2 separate regions of the Mus musculus genome follow, and region 1 is linked to region 2. A link is a contact called in public ChIA-PET data. All regions are on one chromosome and are shown on one strand. Each heading gives the region's core, a stretch centred on a gene start, on an enhancer-like site or on the middle of the called end of the contact. The rest is flanking DNA. Distances are from core to core; before and after follow the strand shown.

Region 1 (5,228 bases), core at 1,028-3,527, 150 kb after region 2:
TGAACAGACCACAGAGTAGAGTCTCCAGGTCCCACAAGATTGTGGCCTCCAAGGTGGTTTTCTGGCTTTGGTGGGCGGGGCCTAGAAGGTAGACTGGGTAACATGGACAGTATTAATGCCTGTGCTTTTTATTTTTATGTGTTTGTTTATTCCTTTTTTTTTTTTGACACAGGATCTCATAGAACACAGACTGACTCCTGAGCTTATAGCCATGAGCTGTCACACCTCACTGTTACCTAAATTTTAATTGATAAATACCCACCTGAAGGTCTCTGCAGGAGTTATAAATGTTTGAAAATAAACTTTTACAAGGACACATGTCATGGTCTGCCTGTGCTAATGAGGCACGCCAGAAGCCAACTGTTCCTAAATCAGGTAGAGTAGTGTGGGGCTCTGTGGTTTTGATAAAGGCCCTGGTTAATTCTTTATTTAGGGCAACAGAAGTTCACCTTTCACTGTGCTGACTGACCAGCCTGAAGCATCAACTACACACACAACAGTGTGGGCCCATTTACTTCCATACATTGATGTGTAGCCTCTGAATGGTGGATGAGGGAACACAAGCTGCTGTTCTCAAAACGGACAAGAAACAACTTTGGAGAACTTTACCCAGGTATTTCCTTCCTTTATGCTGCCTACGTTGATCTTCCAAAAAATGGAGTCCATTCATAACACAGCTGATGCACTTCACCCAGCCATTCCTGGTCATGTGACATAATGGCCTTGGGGGACATGAACTGGTCCTGGCAGCTCTTAGCTGTGTAGTCACTACACCCCCTGGGATAAGTTCCATTAGGACTTGCTTTTGTCCTGGCAAATGCTATTGCCTTCTAATTTGAGGCTATTTTTGAGTACTTGGTGGGTTCTTTTTTTCTTCCACCCTTCTCTACCCCCTTCTTCCACCCTTTCAACCCCCTAACAGTAGGCAGGAAAGGAAAAAGGATAGAACAGAAAGAGGGTTTCGATATTGACAGACTACTTCCTGCTGATTAGGAGCATTGAATTCCTAGGAGCAAGTTAGATCTTCACCATCAGGATATCTAATTTCTCCTTGTTGTTTCTTCTTTGTGCATGGCTACTTAACAAACTGCAACCAACTGCAACCAACCACCAACTGGCCAACAGTCCCTTCTATCAGGGCCCTAGCATTTATATATACTGTGAAAAGTCCCCAGAATTCCAAACTTGACAATCTCAGAAACTATCTGCAGCTGGCTGGCAAAACCACACCCCTGCTAGAGCACGAGGCAAATCAGAGTCAACTGCTATGGGTAATCTGAAGCAGCTCCATAGCCCACACCTGGATTTAAAATGAAAACACATTCTTATAATATTTCTGTGTTTTTAAAGAAACCAAAATTCTCACTAAGAGAAGCCTAAGCTTGCATGGCAACCAAGAGGCAGATATGAAATGCTTGCCAAACAGACCTTTCACACTATGGAAGGAAAATGTCATCAACTTTGGCCACTGTCCTCTAAGTAGATGTCCCAATGACAGGGACAGTTTCAGTCAAAGTCATACTTTCCCATACTTAATAAGTAATGTTTTTGTTACTTTTCCATTGCTGTGAAGACACATCATGATCAAAGCAGCTAATAATGAAAACATTTAATTGGGGACTTGCTTACATTTCAGAGGGTGAGTCCACAACAGCCACGGCAGGGAGTATGGCAGGAGGCAGGCATGGTCCTGGAGCAGTAGCTTAGAGCTTACTTCTGTCTTATCCACAAGTTGAAGGGAGGGGAGAGAGAGAGAGAGAGAGAGGGAGAGGGAGAGGGAGAGGGAGAGGGAGAGGGAGAGGGAGAGGGAGAGGGAGAGGGAGAGGGAGAGGGAGAGGGAGAGGGAGAGGGAGAGGGAGAGGGAGAGGGAGAGGGAGAGGGAGAGGGAGAGGGAGAGGGAGAGAATTGGAAATGACATCTGCTTTTGCAACCTTCAAGCCCACCCAATTGACACACCTCTTCAGACAAACCAATCATTCTAGTTCTTCCCAAGCAGTTCCACCAACCAGGGACCAAGCACTCAAATGTACGAGCCTGTGGGGGCCATTTTTAGTCTTTTTCACTAGTCCTGGCTCCCCCATAACAAGGGGACAAGCTCAATTCTTCAGCTCCAAGCAACCCTAAGATGTCCAGATGCCCAGCCTGCTTCATCACAATGGTTATCAGCAGTAACATCAGATCTAATCTCATTGGATCATTGAGCAAGTGACAGAGTAGAAAGCAGCTCTGGCAATTACAAGTCCCACACTAACAGGATGTGGTCACACTGTTCATATCCTGCTCAGCTGGGACTTACACATCTCTAGACTCGGAGCTCAACGCAGAGCAGAAGTTCACGGGGGATGGAACTGTTGCAGAGACCCTCTATCTGCTTTACTACTCTGCCTACATCATGTTGTTAAGCATAGATGGTCCAGTTGCCTTACCTCATCTCTCAGCTTTGGAGGAGCAAAGCCCCAGTGTATCGTGGGTGCCTCGGGACATTTGCACCACATCACATCATACCACAGGCTGCTGGGAGAGGTACAGGTTGCCTTCTGGATTACTGGCAAGGCAATACAAACACTATCTGAGCGCCTATTCTTTAGGCAGATCCCATGATGCCAGAGAACATGGTAGTCAGCTAGCGCTCTCTCCCCTCCCTCTCCCTCCTCCTCTCCCTCTCCCTCCCCCTCTCCCTCCCTCTCCCTCCCCCTCCCCTCTCCCCTCTCCCCCCCTATCTCTCTCGTGTGTGTGTGTGTGTATGTGTGTGTGTGTGTGTGTGTGTGTGTGTGTGTGTGTGTGTATGTGCCTAAGCATGTGCTCAGGTACGTGAATGCTAGAGGTCAACGTTGGGTGTCTTCCTCAGTCACCTTCCACCATATTATTTGTAGACACACCCATACTGGCTTCTCGCTGGAATTCGCCAAGTAGGCTAGGCTTGCTGGCCATTGAGTGCTAAACGTCTGCTTGTCTGGTATTCCCAGCTCTAGAATTACTGGTACTTGTCACCAGGCCTGGCTTATCTCTGTGTAGGATTCAGGGTGTAGGTAGCTCCATCTGCCTGGGTCTATACCTAGTGATGATGGTATTGTGCTTGTCTGACTTGGCCTCCCATATCCATAAGAGCAACTCTCATGAGCTGAATAAAACCTGTCAGCTCGCTTCAGCTAAAGACACTGCCACATTCACAAGGCTTCAGTCTGTACTTGGGACCCTCTCAATGGCACTGAGGTGGGCCGCACAGCATACCAACAGAGAGTGAAGCAGACGCTCTGTGTTGCCGCCTTCCTTCCTAACAGAGAAATCTCATAGACACATCAAATGTATTTCGTTTGCAGCTCCCCATATCCTGGGTTTTTACTTTATTTCTTAGTGGGGCTTAACTTCCAGCCATCAGGATAACTTTGTTTAACTGTTTCACTATGCTGTTTTAACCTCTAAAAGAACCTTATGAAATACATTCTTTACTTAGAATAGAGAAGTAGATGTAGAAAATTCATGGATTATTGGTCATCAAAGATCCTGAATCAGCCCTGCTAGTTATATGGGGTGTGGAGTCGGGAATGCTAATGCCTTTTAAACTCTGGCTCCTAAAACTATTATTAACTATGTTTGTGGTGTCCAGCTCTCAGAATCTCTCTCTCTCTCTCTCTCTCTCTCTCTCTCTCTCTCTCTCTCTCTCTGTGTGTGTGTGTGTGTGTGTGTGTGGTGGATCTTGCAGTTGTTACCATGAAGCAGAATGTAACCATTTTTTTTCCATCTGGGACTTAGCTAAAGGGTAAGTCACTACCAGGGAAGGCTTTAACCTTTTACAAATTCGCAAACACAGGTAACTGGCTGATGTGTTTGTATGCGGTGCACAGATACATTGACCTAGATACATCTCTAAAATTAATTTACCGGTGCTGCAACGGGGCCTCGCTAACACTCCAACAAGTGCTTATTGCTTTACTGGTGAGCATGAGCCCTGAGGGCCTGCTGTTTGATGGTGGTGACAGCTCTGTATGATGTAGGCGCCGCCAAGAGCCAGCATGCTGACTCAGAGAACAGGAGGGCAGCGAGGCTGGTAGGGGAGTTGTCAGACAAATTAGTAGCCATCCAGATTAAAAGTCATAGAGCAGATCAGTGCTGCAGGCATGCTTTAACCACGGCCCAATGGGAAGTGACTTCTCCAGGAATTATTTATGTGAAAATCAGCATAGTCCCTAAAGTCTAGATTGTGAAATGAGCCAAGATCTTACCTTCAGCCATTTGACATACTTTGAATTCTCCATCATCCACATGGAGGGGTACCCACCCCCTTTTTTATCCTCCATACTTGCCCCCATCAGCCCAGAGAAGATCCCTGCTGCTCCTGAGACCACACAAGGCATTGCAATCTTTGCCTTTCAGATATGCTCAGAAATGGCAGATGTCTGGGTATTGCTAAGTTATTGCATAATTAAGTCTGATATGAGTGAGGGAATTCAAACAAACATTTCTAGAAGAAGAATAGGTGTGTTCTGTTTGCCTGGGATTTTCTTTAGAACAGCTAAAGTCGCCCAGAGGAATAATTAATCCTGTGGCTGATGGTAGCAGCAGTACAGGGAGCCAAGGAGCCCCCTTCACTTGGCAAGGCTCCTTCAGACCTGTGGTGTAACTGGCGTGAAGTACTCTGGCTGCAAAGGGGGAACATCGTGTCTGTAAGAGGAGGGACTGCACACCTGAGCCATGTGCCCCAGCACTCCAACCAGAGCAGTTGAAGCCGAATCCCTGTGATAGCATTTAATCAATTCTTCTTAAAGAGACTTGAGTCTGTGGAGTATAAAGATGATTAAGGACATTTGCAGGCTGTCACAAAGCCGGGGATGAGAAGTGCAGGCCCACTGTTGCTATAAGCACAGATCAGAGCCGTGTGGTGCCATCTAAAGTTTCCAGGTTCTTGGGTCTCCAGACAAAGATTGTACCAGGGGCACCTAGTTAGTGACAGAAACAAAGACAGTTCATTTTACGTAAGAGAAAGACAATCTTGAGGATGGGTGTAGACCAGTGCTCAGGAGAGACACGTGGTACATCTTTATAGATAGAGTCACTTACCATGTATCTTCCCTCCCACTCAGGAGCACAGCCTTTCATAGAACATCTCTGCTTGCTGCATGAAGCCAGGTGGGTAAGGCTCCTGGTGTTTGTTTTTCAGTTTGGTTTGGTTTGGTTTGGTTTGGTTTGGTTTGGTTTGGTTTGGTTTTTCCCTATGTATGTTAATCTTG
Region 2 (4,580 bases), core at 253-2,752:
AATGTTCTAATGACAGTTGTACAGCTCTGTGTGTGTGTGTGTGTGTGTGTGTGTGTGCTGAACAAATGAATGAGCTATGCATGCATATTTTACATAAGTGAGCTTTACGGTATGAGGATTTAATGGAGGGCTATTGGTGGGAGAAGATAACAATATTATAATGATATTGACCGTAGTACTGCTAATCACCCGGTGATGGGCAGTACTGAAGTTGTCAGCATCAGTTCATGAGATAGTCCTGAGAACACGGGGCCTCTAGGACCTGGAATTAGCATTCGTGCTCCTGAACCTGCAACAATGCTCAAGCCCGGTGATATTCATCCTTCTTTAACTCTGAGTTACAAAAAGTTACACATGTATCAAAAGAGCTTTAGTGCTCTTTGTTATAATAATGTATCACCTAGTAGTTAAATGTATCTTTCCTAAAACCTGAACGTTTTTCTGTCTAACCACAGTACAGCTATCAGCATTGAGAAAATGTCAGTATTGCTACTGTCCACTCCTCAGGTCCCATCCAGGAGTCACCAGTGCTTCAGTCACTGGTAGCCTGTGGTGGTTTGAATAAGAATGATCCCGATAGTAGTTATGTCTTTGAATTCTTAGCCACCAGGGAGTGGAACTCTTCAAAAGGATTAGAAGGAATAGGAGGTGTGGCCTTGTTGGAGGAAGTATGTTGCCTGTGGTGGGCTTTGAGGTTTCAAAAACCCATGCTAGGCCCAGACTTGCTTTCCCCTCTGCCTATGGATGAAGATGTAGCTCCCAACTAACATTCTATCACCTGCCAGCATGCAGCCATGCCTCCTGCCATGGGGATAAGGGACTAAACCCCGGAAACTGTAAGCAAGACCCCATTAATTAAATACTTTATCTTATCATGATGTCTCTTCACACAGTGGAGCACTGACCAGAGACACGGCCTATGTCTAGTGTAAAACCCCGGGCTGTTTCCGTTTTCTTTAAACAGTTTCTCAATCTTTCCTTGACTATGCTTGACCCTCGGTGGAGATCATTTTACAGTGCATTTTGGAGTCTCCCTCCATTTGGATCTATCCAATGTCTCTTCCTGATCAACACCAGCTATTTATTGTCATTATCAATGGCAATATCTGCTTTGCAATCAGTCTTAGGCCTTGTTCTTCTCACTGCATCCTCTCTCAGATTTGAGAGTCCTTTCTACAGGCCTCCGGGGTCTGTGGGCGTGGCCTTGTGGTGAGTGTCCTTTCTACAGGCATCCGGTGGTCTGTGGACGTGGCCTTGTGGTGAGTGTCCTTTCTACAGGCCTCCGGGGTCTGTGGGCGTGGCCTTGTGGTGAGTGTCCTTTCTACAGGCATCCGGTGGTCTGTGGGCGTGGCCTTGTGGTGAGTGTCCTTTCTACAGGCATCCGGTGGTCTGTGGGCGTGGCCTTGTGGTGAGTGTCCTTTCTACAGGCATCCGGTGGTCTGTGGACGTGGCCTTGTGTGGCATGAGGAGTTGCAGTCTTGTTTGTATTTTTCTGCCCTCACCATTTTTTCCCTCAGAGTTGTGGTTCCTTTCATGTAGAGTTACATGTAGAGGCTGCAGTCTCTTTGGGCCTGTTTGTGGCTGTCACGGTGTGACTTTTCCCAGGCTTCTCAGGACGTGCGTGTGATCTTTATTTTTCTGTATATTGAAGATTGCAAGTGTCCACTAAAAGCTTCAAGTCTGGGTTTCCATGCTCCTTTCTTCCCTTCCAAGTTTATGACTCTTCTCTAAGTAGATGAGGCACCTACTTTCCACCATCCTTAAGAGGGTTACTCTATGAATTTTGTTTTGTTTCTTTTATACAACAAGTCTCCTGCCTCACCTGCTCCCCATTCCTAGTGCGGATTCCTTTCTCCCCTCCCAACTTGGTCCTCAGCGCCATAGCTGGGCTGGCTCCTGGCCATGGGCTGCTCACCCTGCTGATGCTGCCTCACTGTGTGCTATGCCGTTTCCACACCTGAGCCTCCCCCCTCCCCCCACTCTACCTGGGTACCGGACCCTCTAGGCAGGGTTACCACCGCTGTGTGCACTTGCTTTTCCCACTCGGGCTCAGGCGGGGTCCCCACACCTGCCACATCTGAAACACCAGGCCATGCAGCCTCTCTGTATATGTCTTCCCTACCATGCTTGGGACTGCCCTATACTGCGCCAACATGTCTGTCCCCTTCCTGAATAGCTCTACACTCCTCCTGAATATGGGTGGATTCTGACTCCACTGCATCCTAGATGACCCGTTTAGGCACATTTTGACTCCCCTTTTGCCTCAGATGTAGATAGGTCCCTTGCTCTGCTCACCCCCTCGCCCAAATGTCTTTAGAACAAAGTACTCAGCAAAGGAAAGGGAAGCAAGAGAAAGAGAAAGAGAAAGGAGAGCCAACGATGTCTTAGCTTGCCTTGTCTTTGTCACCTACTTGGCTGACACTTGTGAGTGAAGAGGCCACATTTTCCCTCCACCCTTTGTCATCTCCTAAGAGTGTCTGACACAAAGGAGGAACTCAGTAAATACTTACTAACCTAGCATCAGCCAGGCAGAAAGTAAGAACTTAACATAGTCCCAGACTTCACAGGTGAAATCTTTTGCCCTTCATTCCCATAGAGGATAGGTATCAACAGCAGAGCAGCCAGCTGTCCCCCCAAAGAGGATGCGCTTGTAAAGGAATCCAACAAAGGGACCTTTCACCGTACAGCCTGCATGGAGCCTTCTACAGACGTCATGCTGATCATGGGGACAGAGCTGTGGATTTATTTTCAAGTCATAAGCTTGAGAATAGCGACATAAAATACACAGCGCTTACCTCTTAGTATCGTAGATCAGAACTACGCCCTATTTGAGAAGCACAGTTGAGTACATTAGCTTCTATATATGCTCAGTCTTATAGCCATTCCCAAAAGTGATTACAGAAGACGATGCCTCAAGAAGTATTATATCACAATAGCCAATCAGGAGCAGGGATTATATCAATAGAAGCAGTCAAGGTAAAGAGTCCTCTAATTTTGAGGCTCCTGCTCTTAGTTCTTGCTATTGGCAGGGACTAACTTTCATCTGCTTGTCTCCTTCCTGAGAATTTTGTTCATCTCTCCAAGATTAACAACTACACAAGATCACCTATATAGTTTATGGGGCATGGTGAAAATGAAAATTTACAGCTACTTACCCAAAAAGTTTTTTTTTAAAGGAAAGATAAATGAAGGAAGGGAGGGAGGGAGGGAGGGAGGGAGGGAGGGAGGGAGGGAAAGAAGATGTTGTCCTTTAATACCTGTGCACTGTGGCATTTTTTATCTTTCTTTATTCTCTCTTTAGCCTTATGGCATTTTTATTTTCTGTGGGGTTTTGCCTTTCCTCAGACAGGTAAACATACCCAAGAGTTGTGAATCTTTGTATCTAGATCACCTATGGCTGGGAGGACAGGAATAGGAACACACACTGCCTCCTACTTGTGATGGCTCTGCTTCCCCTCCTACCTGTGATGGTTCTCCTCCTGGCATGGGGGGAGGGGGGTGAAGGCAAGGGGATTGACCTGAATTTGAGAGGGGCCTAGAATCTGGACTGAGTTCCCAGCCAGCAGAAACTGCATAGTAATATCCTGTTTGATAAACCAAAACGGGGAGCGTCTCTACATCTATTCTCATTCATATTCTCTCTCTCTCTCTCTCTCTCTCTCTCTCTCTCTCTCTCTCTCTCTCTCTCTCTCATATGGGAGGGGGAGAGCTGGTATCCATCAGGTACTGACAAACCCTGTGACAGAGGAAATCTAGGTTTGGTGTAGTCATGGATAGATAAGATTATATTTCATTCACCTTATGACTAGCTACCACTAGGAACACAAATGCTGGGGTGGGGGGATATGGGGAAAAGGGAGCTCTTACACACTGCTAATAGAAATCTAAATTCATACAGCCAGTGTGGGAATCAGTATGCTAAAAACAGAACTGCTGTTCTGTCCAGCTTTTTACCCAATATATTCCATATATGACAGAGATACCTGCACTTCCTCGGTTATTACAGTACCAACTGCAGTAGCCGTGTATAAATTTACCTAGGTACCTATCAGCAGCCGGCAGAATGACAGAGTGTATGCACAATGCTCTATACTGAGCCACAAAGTACAGTGAGATTGTGTTGTTTTCCAGAAATGGACAGAATATGTTTGTTAAGTGACGTATGCTAGACTCAGGAAGAAATATCGTGATTTCTCTATTATGTCGATTATAGAATTTATGTATACATTAAATCATTTTTATAAGTCATACATGGTATGCAGATATTGTCATGATGGAAGAGACAAGACTGACTGGATAAAGGATGGAGAGAGATTATCAACAATGGAGAGGGCACATGAGATGGGAATAAGGGGTCTTTACTCTTGAAAACTTACTCTTGAGCCTCAGCCAGCAAGTCTTCTCTTTGAAGTGTTTCTTACTCCATCTTACTAGGATTTCTTACCTGGTCTCAGTTTATATAAGGCCACATGGAATAAAAAGCAAGGAGTCAGAGATGCCTTCTTACTAATCTTTATATTCATTGTGTACCTAATAAACGCCAAAAGCTCATTTGTTGAACTCAGTGGTAATGAAATTAA

Evidence for each region. ChIA-PET counts read pairs in DNA pulled down with a chosen protein or histone mark.
Region 1: an RNA polymerase II ChIA-PET map of memory CD8 T cells shows a contact between it and region 2, with 13 read pairs. The contact joins two enhancer-like sites. A contact is called at or near these places in 1 of 15 datasets of contacts at CTCF or cohesin (the NIH/3T3 cell line), 2 of 484 Hi-C or Micro-C datasets (group 2 innate lymphoid cells and liver) and 1 of 115 datasets of contacts at active chromatin or transcription factors (memory CD8 T cells).

The regions. Positions count from the first base shown.
Region 1 is chr19:58,141,729-58,146,956 of GRCm38.p6, forward strand. No RefSeq gene overlaps it. Among named protein-coding and RNA genes, the nearest start is that of Gm50287, 44 kb to the left of the region's middle. Within about 2 kb of position 2,278, at least 65 of the 459 cell types and tissues checked have an H3K27ac peak or open chromatin away from gene starts, as enhancers often do. A contact at or near this core is called in memory CD8 T cells, where this site is marked.
Region 2 is chr19:57,993,164-57,997,743 of GRCm38.p6, forward strand. All of the region lies in intron 27 of Atrnl1 (attractin like 1), which reads left to right. Among named protein-coding and RNA genes, the nearest start is that of Gm32980, 48 kb to the right of the region's middle. Within about 2 kb of position 1,503, at least 40 of the 459 cell types and tissues checked have an H3K27ac peak or open chromatin away from gene starts, as enhancers often do. A contact at or near this core is called in memory CD8 T cells, where this site is marked.